Linked DNA regions of Mus musculus: regions 2 and 3 are each linked to region 1. Evidence: chromatin contacts called from public Hi-C and promoter capture Hi-C data. All regions are on one chromosome and are shown on one strand. Each heading gives the region's core, a stretch centred on a gene start, on an enhancer-like site or on the middle of the called end of the contact. The rest is flanking DNA. Distances are from core to core; before and after follow the strand shown.

Region 1 (3,079 bases), core at 221-2,720:
ATATTACTAAGTATTGAGAAAAAAAGGAGGAAGGGCGGCTGTAACATTTGGAGTAAGTTAAATGGTAGTCTTAAGTCAAAACTTAAATGCAAAATTGTCTCTAACCTATCTGGACCCCTTACTTTAGCATAAAGTTAGTTTGTCCCCTTTCAAAAATGTTTTTCAAAAATCACTTTTAACCATTTTCATTTCTTGCAAAGTTGAGCTGCTCTGGTCCAGGGCTATAAACAAAAGGGTAAGCATCACAAATTTATCTGTGTTAAATGTTCTGGCTTCTCCCTTAACAATTCTCTTATTGATGGATGCACTAGACCTACCAAACCTACCGCAAACAAATCGTTATCTGCCTACAATGGTTTTATAGGTATTGTTTGGGATTTGCCCTGCTGTGGCTTCATTACACTAGACCTCTTCTGTCTGAACTATAAATCACAACTGAAGCTTGAGAACAGCTGCCACTGTCCAGACATGTGGCTGGTGGGTGTCATTGTCTTTCTCTTTTCTCTCATTTCACACACACCCCTTTCTGTGTTACCTAAAGTCAATTTATCTAAAGGTTCTTTCCTTCCACATTTCCACACAGACACGGCCACCGCCACCCCCTTAACCTCTAGTCTTGTTCTTCCAGGTCAGCCCAGTAGGTTACATTACTACTCTTTTTTCCTGTAGCTGGGGCAGAGAGATGGCAAACTCGAGGCACCTTTTGCAACCCCCTTTCTCGAGACTGTCAACGAGGGAACAACTTCAACCTTTCTTCCCAAAGTACCACGCCAAATCATAAAGTTATTGTAATTGCAATACGGAACCCTCCCCCACGCTCAGTCTCGTCAGATCGGCCCCACCTCAATTTCTAAGCTAATAAACAACAGCTCATCTTCTGCTCCATCACAAAGGATGACATTCTGTCCGCACCGCAGGGGCCACCAACAACCCTCCCCCCATCCCGTCCTGTGGACCACTCGAAGCCAGGTGCCTCGCGATCCGTAACCATCTCGAGTTCCAGGGGCCCCGGCTGGCCGCCTATCCTCCTCCACTCAGCCGGTGCCCCGCGTCCAGCCGAGTTGCTGTCAACTCCAGTCGGGCGGCCAGCAGGGCTCCCCGGACGAGCCGCCCGCCACGCCGCCCACCTCTCGCGGCCGGCACCCCGCGCCGCGGCCTCCTCCGGGCTCACCTAGGGCCACCTCGCACGCTTTGCGCAGCTGGGAGTGATGCGCCTTCTTCACTTCCTTGTCGGCCAGAATCTTCTCCAGGGCCCGGGTCAGGAACATGTTCTTCGTCTTCTTGCCCTCATACATGGACGCGGAGGAGGCGGCGGCGGCGGCGGTCCCGGCGGCTGGAGGGAAGGCGGAGGAGGGGGACGGGGACCGGGATGAGGACGGGGAGGGAGAAAGGCGAGGAGGTGGCGGTGGGGGCGAGGAGGCGTGGAGGGCAGCGGCGGCACCAGGAAGCGGCCGGCGACGCGGAGCGGCCGCGGGGCCGCCAAGGGCGTCGAAAGCCTCGCCACGCTCGAGGGGCCGCCGTTCGAGGGCCGCGCCCGTCCGGCCTCGGCGCCGTCGGCCCGGGGGTCGCTTCCCGGCCGCCCGCCTCACTCGTCCCTACGGCCCGGCGGCGGCGGCACTCGGCCCGGGCGGCCGTCTTCCCGGGGCCGAGGGCCTAGGTGGCGGCGCCTCACACTGCCAGCAGGCGCGAGGCTGCCCTAGCTACCGTGGGGACCAGCATCCGCCGCAGCCGCCGACTGGCCTCCATCACCGCCGACCTGCCCCGGACGCCATGTTGAGAGGAAACGACGCGTCACGCAGCGGCCGAACGGCTGCGGAGAGGAAGCGGCGGCGGCGGCGGTGCCAGCGCCAGCCCAGAGCTGCCGCGGCGCCGAGAGGCAAGGGGCGGAGGGCGGCGCGGGAGGAGCGGCCGGAGCTGCAACTCTACGGCGGCCCGGCGGGGACTCGCCGCCTCCCGCGTTCGCCTGCAGGGCAGCGTGGGGCGTGGCGGGCGTCCTGCTGCGCGGCACGGCGTGGCGCGGGGCTTCTGCTCTTGCGGGCTACTGGGATGCGTGATCGGAGCACAGGGGCGCTCCCAAGGCCGGGACGACAGGACCCCTGCCTACCGTGCACGGGCTTCCCCAACTTTCTGGACAGCCGGTCGCCGGGGAGCAAAGTTCCTCGCGGTCCTAGGGCCACAGGAACACCCGCGTCGCTCCCTCAGGCGCACCTGGTTTCCGCCTGCCACACGGGGTCTAAATTTCCTTCTCAGGTGTAGGAAATTGCTATCCTTGACCGATACTTTCAATTACTTCAAGATGGATCTCTTTTGCAAAACGTAAGCTAAAAACCACTGGGCGAAGATTCAGGAATATTTTCACTTTTTAAATCTCTCAATAGGGTAAATCAGTAAACCCTAGGTTTCATGCCCTTTTCTGATTGACACTGAAGTTAAGGTGAGTGCTTCTGACTCAGGTACCGCACAGAGCCCTCCCGTTCTCTACCTTTAATCCGGAGTTTTCAGAATGGAAAAGCTTTAAGAACAGATACTCCTGACCATACTGTGCCTGCTTTAATGCCACAGAACTCAAATTTCCGCATTGCTTCTGAGAGAAAACGTTAAGAATCCCATGAAATAAATGCAGCCGGTTTACAGGGGGTTCCATGCTATTGCGTGTCTCCAGCAACATGGGATCCCGGTTAGGATACAGCTTTTGCTTTCTTTTCCTTAGAGTGTGTTAGCTGTGGATTTATATTAATGCAGCAATCAGAATCCAAAGGTGTGAACGCTGCAAAGTGACAAGACTTGAGACGTATGAAAAGCCAAAGGAAATAAAAATGGGAAATCTGAAGGTGACATACAATTAAAATGGACAGATACATCAAAATGTGGTTGTCCTGAGAAATCTACAAATCCATTACCTTCATCTTAAACACTAAAATCTTCGAAATTAGAGATTCATTTTGCTCCTACATCAAATATAATGTACATTCTGTTATACATCAGGGAAACATACTCCATTTCTAATTTGTCTTTGCTTCCTAATGCTAGGGTTAAACCAGGTTTCATTGAAAGTACTATCTGAGCCAGGCGTCGTAGA
Region 2 (2,879 bases), core at 187-2,686, 260 kb before region 1:
TCAAAAGAAATCTAGAAGATGATGATGCAGAGACCACTGCACCACGGTGAAAATGCAAGTCCCACTCATGACCACTTCACATATACGTAAAGAAATCATGCAAAATGGTTTCTCTTGGCTAATCTGAATACAGACCAATTCACTCAACATACAGGCAATCTAATATGACAGTTAATGGAAACATGGGTTTTCTTCTAACATTCTTGGTGGCTGTATATTCCACTAGATTTAACTGTGATTGAAATTTTACTCTATGGGGATGCTGAATGCTCTCATTTGTTTTTAATGATTTTGGCAGGTTTTTTTTTTTTTTAATAATTACTTTAGGGGCCAAGAATTAGTTCCATGATTCCGTTTAATTCATGAAGCTTTTGGATTAGCTCAAGAAAAAGACAGTAGGAATGCAACTATTTAAGTTAAAGACACTTGACACTCGAAGGCATGAATGTAACTTAGTTGTTACCAGGTAGTCAGAAGGTACAACAGCCGACCTATTTTTCACCCTGAAAGACCGAAAATCTTTACCAAGCTTGAGAAATTTGTGTGCGAGTCCAGGTAGAATTAAACGCTCCAGCCTCTAGATTGCAAACTGTTAAGAAGCAGCCTCTTGCAGTGGGGACCTTGTCACCATCGCCCAGGTGGCTGGGAGGAATGCCAGATCCGTGGGATCTGCTCAGGCGGTGACAGTGTGGCTCGAGGGCTCCTAGCCCAGAAGAGTCGCCTACCTTAACTGGGTGCAGATAGCCGTCGCCTCGCAAGGCGCCCAGACCGGGGTCTCCGGGCGCGTCGGTGTCGTCCTGCAGGCTGCGGGTGAGGTGGGCGATGTAGGTGGTGGCCAGCAGCAGCACGTCCAGCTTGGACAGCTTGGTGTCTGGCGGCACCGACGGCAGCGTGCGCTGCAGCTCCAGGAAGGCGTGTCGCAGGGTTTGCACTCGGCTGCGCTCCCGCGCGGCGTTCGCGGCGGCTGGACGGCCACCCCCGGAGCGCGCCGCGACCCCGCTGAGGCCTGTTGGCCCGGTCCCGGTCGGTCCTGGGCTCCAGTCGCGGGCGGCGGCGGGCGGCGCGGCGGACTCCGCGCTGCGTGGGCTGCTAGCGGGACGGCCGCGCTCCATGGCGACTCCGGCTCCGATTTCCCCGGCGTGCACTGCAAAGGAGCGGGCGGCCGTGAGCCCCGGCCTCGCGGCCTCGCCCTCGCCCTCGAGTCCCCAGGTGCTGAGCTGCTCCTGAAGGCGCCCAGGGCTCAGGCTCCGGTCCCCGCTGACACACCCCGCCCGCCCGCCCGCCCGCCCGCCCGCCCGGGGAAACGGGGCTGCAGGACTCGGCCTCACCTCGGACTTGGCGTCACCTCACCTTTCCTCCCCCCACCGCAGCGGCCGTGCGGGGTTCGGCTGAGCAGGGCTAGGCGGCCAAGGGCGTCGAGCGGGTGGGTCACTCCATCCTTGTCCAGGCTCTGCGCCGCCTTTTATGTGGGCGTCCGAAGCCAGCAAAGCCACGTCGGGCCGAGAGGGTCTCCCACCCGAGCCCTTGGGTTAGGGGCAGCGGCGTCCCGGAGCCGCCCCCTCGGCGGATAGACTCATCAATCAAACCGCTCGGGGGTGGGGCGGACGCCTGGCCCCGCCCCCTCTGGCCGGAAGGTTGAGAGTAGTTTACGGTGGTCCAGCTGGGACGGGACCCGGGGGTTTAGTACAGCGGGACTTCAGGAGCAGAGCCGTCGCGTGTGCGTCCCCGTCCGCCTTTAATTCTACAAGGTGAAGATTCTTGCAGTAGAAGCCTTTCCTCAGTACACCGTGACCTAGAGACCCGCCACCGCCACGGCCGCCTTCCGGCCTCGGCACCCGCTCGCCCACAGGCTCAGGCTGACCCCGGCGCCGGCGGGACTCAGTGCTGCAGCCCGTGGCGGACGCGGTTCTCGCCGCAGCCCAGCCAGATTCTCTGAACCGGGATAGGAATCAGCGCGGTTTCCTCTTTGCAGGTTCTGAGTATCAGATATGAAATGTCACTGAGGGCAAGGCTAGTTTATAGATTCGCGAACATTTCGCTGCAGATTTCTAACTTTCCACGTCGGGAATACCAAACAGTAAGATAGCAACGCAGGACTTTTTATACCACGATGGACCGAAACGTGGACTTGTCAGTGAATCACGGTGATTCTAAGACTGTAATGGGCTTTAGGCTTTAGAACGCACACTCAGATTTCCTTGATTCAAAAGGACTTGTGTTGAATAAGAAACCACATAATACGAAACCACATTTTATTTCCTGGCAAATTTTATTTAATAGCTAATAAAGTAAATAGATCCCAGAATTCACGCACATAAAGCAAAGTCTCAGATTCTATAAAGAAACAAATCAAACAACTTACACACCGAGATAAGTGAAGTCCACAAACCCTCAAAACATGCTGTTGCCTAGTTCTATGAAGAAATCAAATCACTCGAGGCTGAATTTACTCCTTTTTCTCAGACAAATTTTCCTTTACTTTTGGATTTTGGAGAAGGTGAGGTTCATGGATATCGTTTTTTGTTAGCGAGCTTTCAGATTCCTTCAAGGACAGATTCCTGTATTTACAAACAAAAACACACCAGCATTTAATTGACATGCAGAAAAAGGTGATAAAGTACCCAGGACACACTGTTGGTAGAAAAGGTTCATAACTATCCAGGCTTCCCTGCTTTGAGAGGCACACAGACAGAGGGAGGTTAGGTGGGCTGTGGCTGTGCAGAGACGCCTGGACACATCTTTCTAGTTAGCCTGTTGCTCTCCTGGACAGCACCGGCTGGCAGCAGAGCAGGTGTTGCCCAACAGTGTGTGAGAAGACTGAGGTTCACAGAACAGACCACTGAGCCTCTCCTGTTTTGTCCTATCTTTGCTATTCTATG
Region 3 (3,226 bases), core at 694-3,193, 360 kb after region 1:
TTTCTGAGGTGGGATCTCAAGACTCTTAGTATGGCTGTCCATGACATCTGGCTGACCACTGGATACCTTTGAGCTTATGCTCCAGTGTGAAAATGTGGCCTTGTCTTGTGTCAACAGGACAATTTCCTATCCTGTCCTATCCTATCCTGCCTCATGTGGAATCTGGAAATAGAGATATCATTCGTTTTCCTTCAGCAGGGATGTGCCATTTACATAGGAGACACTTTGGGGCCTCACATGAAGGCCCTTCTCTTCCTTCATAGCACAAAGAACTGGTAAGGAACTGCAGGCAGAACAAAGAAAATTCTAATTTTGCTCACCTGTAAACTGCTCCTCTTCCATCATAACTTGATTTAAGCCATGGTTATGGTCTTAATTAACAATTTAATTGGCTAGTGCTTTCTCAATCCAGTTCTCTCGGGGCATGGTTTTCTGTTTAAGTTTCTTGTTTCAATTCTTTAGCAAAACAATAAAATTTAATTAGGAAAGCAAGCAGCTTTGTAATAGCAGTTCTATGTCTAATTAGCTATGTGGTGACCAGAGTTCTCAGATTCCATTCAATATTGTATGCACATTTTACATTTGATCATGTTTCAGATAAGGCATTGTGAATTTACAGCCTAAGCATGTCAGTGAATCACGTTCAGTTTCCCTAAGAGTCTTGGTTATAGTCAGAGAAACCAGGAAAATTAACTTAGAGCTGTGGCAGAGGAGAATAAGAGAGAAAATGCAGGATGTAGGTGGTTACTGTACTCCAAGTCTGTTTTCCATTGCTAGGATAAATCAACATCAGCTTAGCTGTTTCAAACAAAGCCCACTTATCTCACAGTCCTGCAGATCAGTGGGCCAGTCCCAGATGCCTAAATTTTCTTCAGAATCTCAAGGGGCTAAAATCAAAGCATCCAAGAAAGGACTCTGGTGCATTCTTATTTGGACCTCAGTGTCCTGTGATCTGTAGTACTGATGTCTCCATTTCACTGTTCAGCTGGGAATCCGCACATCCCAGAGACCAGTGTCATTCTTGGTTTGTGACTCTCAAGAATGGCTCCCAGCGTAGCAGTTTGTGAACACTCCTCTGACCCCTTCCTCTGTGAACAGCTGGGGAAAAACTCTTTGCTTCTGAAGATTTCTTTGATTTGCTCAGGCCTACCCCAGATAGTCTCTCTCTGCTCTATACTATAACATCACCAAAGGGATACCTATCCCTTCCTATTCTTAGGGAAGTTATTCTGCAGGGCAGGAGCAGAAGGCCGGAAAGATCTGGACCATATTAGAATTCTATCAATTACATCTTGCTGTAGGAGAAAGGAGAAAAGAAAGACAGTACTCTCCTTGGCCACTCATCCTTCTTTTCCCTAAGACTGCTGCATAGGTGCAAGGTGTTTGCAGTGGCCCTGATTCTGTCCTCTGAGCTCCACGGGGCAGAAGATGATACAGTCAATTCGTTTTCCCTACAGAGTGCTTTCTCCAGTTGGCTGGAATTTCTGCTCTCCACGGTGGGAAGCGATCACTTGGTAAAATAATTCAAATAATTTAAGGTAACATCAAGGTAGGAGATGCCTCTAGGGAGAAAGTTATCTACGTTCAATACCTCAAATTCTAGTTCAGGAAAACTATCTTACTTGAGAAAGGAAAGGAAGATATGTAGAAAAGAGTCTCAACAGAGAAGCCTGAGATGCTGTCTTTAGAAGGTCCTGTTTGCATAGCTTTCCTAAGGCCAGCATCTGGGAGCCTAGCTTTTCAGAGGGCTCCCATAATCAGGTTCCCATAAGAACTACAGGCACCAAGTCTCTTGTAAGTCTCCTTGCAGCCACCATTGCAGATGTGCTGTCACAGCCCATTGCTGTGGGAATTAGGCATGTTCGGTGTGACAGGAAGGACTAAGAAGGACTTGGGGGCAGGGGGGCGGGGAGCTGCTCCTGGATTCCCCTGGGTTGACTCATGCACTGTTCCCCTCTGCTGACTCTGCCTCCAAGCTTTTCACAGTATACATCACAGTTGTGAGCATGCTTTCACAATGAGTCACATGAGGCCTCATGAAAATCAGAGTCCCCGAGACCATTGCTTGATGCTGCTCTTCCACCTGTCTTTTAATTGTCTTCTAAGCTCCCGTAGCAACAAGACATCTCCCAAGCTGACCTCTTTCCTTAAAGACTAAATGAATGCAGTTTTTAGGAATGTTTTACTATAACTGTCCCACATAAGTTTCCTTTGAGATTGAAGAATTCCATTCTCAAATTCTAGTTCAAGAAAACTTGAAGCCAGAGGGTAAACTGCTCAAAAGAGGAAGTCCCAGAAATTGATCAGATTCATCAGGCCCTTCCCTCCAAGAGTAAGCAATAAATGCCTCTGAAGGTCAGTCTCAGACAAGCCAAGCTGCAAAGAAGACTCTGAGAGAGGACAAGCTGCCTAGAAGCAGCAGAAGCCAGCCAAGCTGCCTCTAATAGGTTTAGACCAGCTGAGTCACTTGGAAAGGACACTCTCTAACCTGTTGAGCTGCTTGCAGACTGTGCAGTGTGCTCCGGGTTCCCAGCTTTTTTTTTTTTTTTTTGTGAACATTTACTCATGCTGGGGTGGGCTTTGGTTATACAGTCATTCGAGTCATTTCTCCTTCTATAAGTGACTGCTCACCCATTCTCCTGTAAAGTAGCCTCAATAAAAACTTGGTTTACCAAGTTGAATGTTGGATCTGTGCTTTGGTCTGCCATAGGTTCCCTATACCTGGGGTGAGTAGATGTACACACATGTTGCAACTCCCTAGGATAAGTCTTGTCACACAACAATAACCATCTGTCTTAATCAGGGCTTCTATTCTTGGACAAAACATCATGACCAAGAAGCACTTGGGGAGGAAAGGGTTTATTCAGCTTACACTTCCACATTGCTGTTCATCACTAAGGAAGTCAGGACTGGAACTCAAGCAGGTCAGGAAGCAGGAGCTGATGCAGAAGCCATGGAGGGATGTTCCTTACTGGCTTACTCAGCCTGTTCTCTTATAGAACCAAGACTACCAGCCCAGAGATGGTCCCACCCGCAATGGGCCCTTCCCCCTTGATCACTAATTGAGAAAATGCCTTACAGCTGGATCTCATGGAGGCATTTCCCCAACTGAAGCTCGTTTCTCTGTGATAACTCCAACCTGTGTCAAGTTGACACCCAAAACCAGCCAGTTCACCATCCATGTAAAAGTCATAGTATACATGTGTGGCCTTCTGTGCCAGTGGCC

What was found. Promoter capture Hi-C pulls out the DNA fragments that hold promoters and counts their contacts. A called contact is a pair of places that touch in the nucleus more often than the background predicts.
Region 2: a contact with region 1 is called in a promoter capture Hi-C map of embryonic stem cells. The contact joins the promoter of Tcf24 here to the promoter of Arfgef1 in region 1. A contact is called at or near these places in 3 of 39 promoter capture datasets (the HPC-7 cell line, embryonic stem cells and pre-B cells), 2 of 484 Hi-C or Micro-C datasets (both in embryonic stem cells) and 1 of 115 datasets of contacts at active chromatin or transcription factors (pancreatic cancer cells).
Region 3: a contact with region 1 is called in a Hi-C map of pancreatic cancer cells, with 6 times the contacts expected there. The contact joins the enhancer-like site here to the promoter of Arfgef1 in region 1. A contact is called at or near these places in 4 of 39 promoter capture datasets (the 3T3-L1 cell line, embryonic stem cells, epiblast stem cells and 1 more), 4 of 484 Hi-C or Micro-C datasets (the HL-1 cell line, cerebellar granule neurons and pancreatic cancer cells) and 3 of 115 datasets of contacts at active chromatin or transcription factors (the SCID.adh cell line, forebrain and pancreatic cancer cells).

What each region holds. Positions count from the first base shown.
Region 1 is chr1:10,231,200-10,234,278 of GRCm38.p6, forward strand. Arfgef1 (ADP-ribosylation factor guanine nucleotide-exchange factor 1(brefeldin A-inhibited)) reads right to left here and starts at 1,471. Exons shown (of 38, transcript NM_001102430.1): 1 at 1,172-1,471. The coding sequence starts at 1,295.
Region 2 is chr1:9,966,374-9,969,252 of GRCm38.p6, forward strand. It overlaps Tcf24 (transcription factor 24), which reads right to left and starts at 1,437. Exons shown (of 3, transcript NM_001285425.2): 1 at 1,351-1,437; 2 at 726-1,144. The coding sequence starts at 1,112. Ppp1r42 (protein phosphatase 1, regulatory subunit 42) reads right to left here. Exons shown (of 9, transcript NM_145692.2): 9 at 2,249-2,558. The coding sequence ends at 2,447.
Region 3 is chr1:10,590,863-10,594,088 of GRCm38.p6, forward strand. All of the region lies in intron 2 of Cpa6 (carboxypeptidase A6), which reads right to left. Among named protein-coding and RNA genes, the nearest start is that of Gm25253, 37 kb to the left of the region's middle. Within about 2 kb of position 1,944, at least 51 of the 459 cell types and tissues checked have an H3K27ac peak or open chromatin away from gene starts, as enhancers often do. A contact at or near this core is called in the HL-1 cell line and pancreatic cancer cells, where this site is marked.